2 separate regions of the Sus scrofa genome follow, and region 1 is linked to region 2. The links are chromatin contacts, called in public HiChIP or PLAC-seq maps. All regions are on one chromosome and are shown on one strand. The core of a region is the stretch at or near the end of the contact, and the rest is flanking DNA. Distances in the headings are between cores, read along the strand shown.

Region 1 (2,700 bases), core at 124-2,623, 320 kb before region 2:
GGAGCAGATTTTAAGCAGGGTGGAGGTGATAGGGATGATTTTGTGGGGCTCCTACAAAAACGAGTCTTAGACCCAACTATCATCACCTTCATAATGTAGATGGAAGTGACAGCCATGTGGCTCCTTTGTGCAGACTTTTTACTTCACTCCTAATCTGAAGTGCCTTCAATGGTAGAGCGTATGGAAGGAGAGATTAAATCACCCGTCACAGGTTACACAGTGCTGACACTACATATGTCTTATTTCTGCTCAAGCTGCTGCATGGAGCTTATAAGATGCTCTGGCATTACTATGGGGGGAAAAAAATGGAAGTGTACTAGGTCAACAGAAATGAACTGTTGATATAAGAAATTATTTGTGTTTATTAGGTACTTTTCCCCCAACAGACTCAGAACATTTAAAATACATGAGCATACATAAAATCTCTGTGAATAACCTCACAGGTATACAGTTCCTTTCACCACATATTAGAAGAAGAAATGTTATTAGTTAATACACAGTAAACTATAAAGCAGAAACATTAAATACCTAAGATCTCCTCTCTGACAAGCAATCATTTAGGCATCATGGCAAATGCAAAATGGATAATCAATCTCTCTCTTTTTTTTTTAATGGCCTCACCTATGGCATATGTAAATTCCCAGGCCAGGGACTGAATCCTAGCTGAAGCTGTGGCAACACTGGATCGAACCCCCACCTCCCCAGCAACCCGACCCACTGTAGTTAGATTCCCTTTTTTTTTTTTTTTTTTTGGCTTTTTTTAGGGCCGCACCCAAGGCATACGGAAGTTCCCAGGCTAGAAGTCAAATCGGAGCTTGTAGCTGCCAGCCACAGCCACAGCAACACCAGATCCGAGCAGCATCTTCGACTTACACCACATCTCACGGTAATGCAGGATCCTTAACCCACTGAGCAAGGCCAGGGATCAAACCCACATCCTCAAGGATACTGGCTGGATTCTTAATCCACTGCACCACACCAAGAACTCCTCAATCTCTTGAACCACTGCATCTGAGACTTATGAAAGAATATCACATACTTTTTTCCTCTGTGTTAAAAATACGATTTCATAGCATCCTTTCATGCCACAGCAACAACCCTTCATTGTCTGCCTATACAGCCCGCTTGAAACCTATAAGCCTAGAAAACCTTTTCTAATAAGACTATCAAAGGTTTTCTACACACTTGTGAAGTGAAAATTAGTCAGTGAACTTGGATACTCAGGCCCCACAATCTCTACGGTGATCCAAGATTACAAAGTCACTCAAAATGCTACATCTATGTTTTTACAAAACTGCTCTCCCATGAGTCATCAAGCTCTCCTCTATCTTAGATCTATCTGAAGTAATACAGGGAAGTACATGCCCTAGCTTCTCCAACAGTTTCATCATAATTCTGCATAACCCATGCTACTACTCAATGGAGAAGCTTCCAGATAATGAGCAACTTAAAAAAGAAAAATGTCAACTATTACCTAATAAGAGGAAATGATGAGATTCATCTGGCTGAACAAGGGTAACGTCAGCTTCTGTAACAAATAGATGTAACAATACATAAAGCCCTCAACACAACAGAAGTTTATTTCTCTCTCTCCCTCTCTCATATGCTCTTTTTTTTTTTCATTATATCTTTCCCAGTATAGTTATTAGTGGGAAAGACTGCAAGTATTGACCATCAAAGATTTTCTCTTGGGGAACATGTGGTTTTCCTGGTTAGCGAACAGCCCTGCTTCATGCAACAATGGAGACCCAGGTGTCTTCGACCCTGTCTCCCCACCATCCACTACTGGCTTCATGTCATCTGCATCCAATCAGAAGAAGGAAGACAGAGCATGGGTTTTAGAAGTTGTGTCCCACATTTGACACACATGATGACACAGATGGTTACACAGCTGCTACGTGTGCCAAAGTGGCGAAGCAGCGCACATGAAGAACAGACAGTATGCTTAAACATAGTGTAAAACAATACGCCACAGTCTGCTTATTCTGGAAAACAAATAAAACAGGCCAATCAATCTAGCGTGTAGGAACCAGATATGGTGTAATTGTTCACAGGCAATGGTTTTGATTAGACCGTGAGTATGAGAAACAGATTATAAACAACAATCTCCTCAAAAAAAAGTCTTTCCGTTACTAAACCAAAGTGGGATGTTTATAATTCTGACATAAGAGTTCTTTCATTGAGGGACAGTGAAAGGGTTTCTCTCCACTACAGAATAATGGGATATCTCAATTGTGTTATGACTAATTTAAAGGAATACTGATGTCTTGTTCTATTGATGTTCTTTAATTATCCTATTGTTATTATTCCACTTAAAGGAGGATGTCAGTAGGAATAGACAAAGCTAGTCTGGGCTCCTTATGCACCTAAAAAAAGCTGATTTCCTTAGTATCTCTCTTGCTGTCAATAACTGACTCAATAGGTATAGGACTAGACCTACTACCAAAGCTGCTGGTCCTGGTCAGCATAGACCACGACCACCACATCCACAGCCATCAACGCTGCTTCAGGCACCAGCGATGGGTGGAATTCTAAGCCATCTTCTGCCTCTCTGATTCATCCCTCCAGAAGCGTAGACCCAAGTTTGGCAGACCTTAATTCCTGTGCTCCCTCTAGCTGGCAGAAGGCAGGAAGAAACAAAAGTAGGCATTTCTGCCTAGGAACTTAAGAGGAACAGGGCAGTCTCCCACACCCAGCTTC
Region 2 (2,700 bases), core at 107-2,606:
CTGGCAAAAAAAGGAATTAATCTAATGGACATTATGACTGTCACATGGAGGTATTTCCGGGATCTTATTATGTATCAACGGGGATAAGATATGGACAGACATAGTCAGATCTCAGTGGTTTTGCTTCTTGAAAAAAAGTTTCTCCTGATGTATTTTTCAATACTAGATGCTTAGATGCTTAGGGAGTTTTGTTGTTTATTGTTTGAGAGGAAAGTACAAAAAATAATAATAATAATAATAACCGAAGGAGCGATGTTTCTGCATCTCCTCCAAAAACAAGGTTGAAGACATTTTCCCCTGTTGCCTAATATTGCCGACATAAGATCCATGAGATGAATTCTCCTGTAATTTAATACCAGGAAAATGTTTGTCTTTCTTGAAAAAGCAAGCAAGTTTTCTTTAATCAGATAAGGAGACTGATCAAAGCCATCCATATTCCCTTTTCTCAGAAGCTAAGCACTAACTTCAGTATTCAAGGCCAGAAATTACATTAAATGGTAAGTGCTGTTGAGTCAAAATACAATGTGGACCACGCATTTGATTTTTTTCTCACATATGTGATTTGAAATTTCTTGTAGCTACCTTAAAAAGAAATCAGTGGAATTAATTTAATAATATATTGTGCATAACCTGATCCTTGAAAATATTTCAACATGTAATTAAAGTCAATATAAGTCAATATAAAAAAGGAGCTATTTTCCAGTCCTTTTATTAGTGAAGTTTTGAACTCTTCTGTGTGATTTATACTTAAGGCACATCTCAATTTGTGGGGTTTTTTTGGACTTTTTAGGGCTGCACCTGTGGCATACAGACATTCTCAGGCTAGGAGTCTGATCGCAGCTGCAGCTGCTGGCCTACACCACTGCCACAGCAATGCAGGATCCAAGCCTGTGTCTGTGTCCTGCACTGCAGCTTGTGGCAACGCCAGATCCTTAAACCACTGAACGAGGTCAGGGATCAAACCCCCATGCTCATGGACACTATTTGGATTCTTAACCCATTGAGCCACAATGGGAACTCCCACATCTCAATTTCAAGGAGTCACTGTTTGTGGCTAGTGACTCATGTATTTGACAGCAGGTCTGGTAACTGGTAGACAGTCTGTGTGCATTTTTTCCCTATTTTTATAGGATTTTTATACATGTCTTCTATGATAAGTTACTTCAATATTCTATTGGAAGTTTGCAGGATATGACTTACAAGTAAATAAATACAGGAATAAACTGATGACTACATACAAATCGCTAAGAAATTAGAAGTTTTAGGCCAAGCTTTGCTTGAACTGTTTGTATGACTGTGGGTACATGTTAAGCCTTTAGTTTTCCGCTTCTTCATTGAGGAAGTGACAAAAGTTCACTCAGACAGCTTCTAAGGCTGCTTTGGCTCTAAGAAATGATGACTTTGCTGCTTTTTAAAAACCAAGTACTAGGTTTTGATTGTGCTTTCAAGCTAAACACATGTTAACCATACGTCATAATATGTATCTGACAAATGCCTCTTACCATTCTCTCTAACGTGGCATCAAGATGGGATTATGGAGTGAGGAGTGACGGTAAGGATGTGGTACAGCCTGTCTGACTCAGCTTCCATGCTCATGTAATTCCTGTGTTTCCATGTTAGCCACTTTGGGGTGATAACTGGGTGGGCTGTATTCACCATTGTGTTCCCAGAGCATACAGTAGGCACTCAATAAATATTGGTTGAATGAATGTGTGAGAGATGCTTCTCCCCAGCACGATCTGAGTACAGGGGGCTGTGGGGACCCTTAGATGCTAAACAAGGGTTATCTCTCCAGGGCTTTGTGGGTTTCAGATAGAGCAGCAAAGGGTAGCAGAGATTTGATTTTCAACAAGACAACTTGCAGGATTTCCCTGGTAGTGACTGAATTAAGGATCCCGAGTTGTTACTTCAGGCTGCAGCTGTGGTCTGTTGGCCCTGGAGCTTCTGCATGCCAAGGGTGTGGCCAAGAATTAAAAAAATAAAAACCAATCTCATCCTCAACACAAGTTGCCCCTCCAACTAGATTCTAGTACAGCGAATCAGCTATCAACTCAGCCAGCTGGTCTTGAGCCCTGAGGCTAAAACTCAAGAGTAGGACTTCCTGAATCTCTAGTCTTAGGATTTTGCCAAATAAAGAAATTCAGCCTACAAGCAAAAGTGAGCTGAGGGGAAAATGGATGGTTTTCCTTCTTGCAGGGGTGTAGGTCCGAGACAAGGTATAACACATCGATTATCCATCAACTATACTTCAATTTAAAAAAAAAAGATCAAGTGAGCATCATGATATGAAAATTTGCAAAGGAAGAAACAGAAATCAACAATAAATATGCCAAAAATTCAACTTAATATGGAAACATAAATTAAGGTATTAATGATATAACATTTTTTTGCTCTTTCATACCTTGATGATAGTTACAAACTAAAAAACAAAAGGTATAAATTGATCTAGGGATCCCATTTCTAGAATTTTATTTAAAATAATTTATGAATATGTGAAAAGATTTATCCAAGCATGTTTATTACTACATTTCCTTTTTTTTTTTTTTTTTTTCCAGGCCACACCTGCAGCGTATGGAAGTTCCCAAGCTAGGGATCAGCTGGAGCTGCAAATGCCAGCCTACACCACAGCCATAGCAACGCCAGATCCGAGATATATCTGTGCCCTCCACTGCAGCTTGCAGCAATGCCTGATCCTTAGCC

The links. HiChIP or PLAC-seq counts read pairs in DNA pulled down with a chosen protein or histone mark.
Region 1: a contact with region 2 is called in an H3K27ac HiChIP or PLAC-seq map of alveolar macrophages. The contact joins two enhancer-like sites. A contact is called at or near these places in 2 of 2 datasets of contacts at active chromatin or transcription factors (alveolar macrophages and skeletal muscle).

The regions. Positions count from the first base shown.
Region 1 is chr17:17,953,939-17,956,638 of Sscrofa11.1, reverse strand. All of the region lies in intron 2 of PLCB4 (1-phosphatidylinositol 4,5-bisphosphate phosphodiesterase beta-4), which reads right to left. Among named protein-coding and RNA genes, the nearest start is that of PLCB4, 39 kb to the right of the region's middle. Within about 2 kb of position 1,373, at least 4 of the 83 cell types and tissues checked have an H3K27ac peak or open chromatin away from gene starts, as enhancers often do. A contact at or near this core is called in alveolar macrophages, where this site is marked.
Region 2 is chr17:17,631,472-17,634,171 of Sscrofa11.1, reverse strand. The region is part of intron 26 of PLCB1 (1-phosphatidylinositol 4,5-bisphosphate phosphodiesterase beta-1); the gene reads right to left. Among named protein-coding and RNA genes, the nearest start is that of PLCB4, 280 kb to the left of the region's middle. Within about 2 kb of position 1,356, at least 4 of the 83 cell types and tissues checked have an H3K27ac peak or open chromatin away from gene starts, as enhancers often do. A contact at or near this core is called in alveolar macrophages, where this site is marked.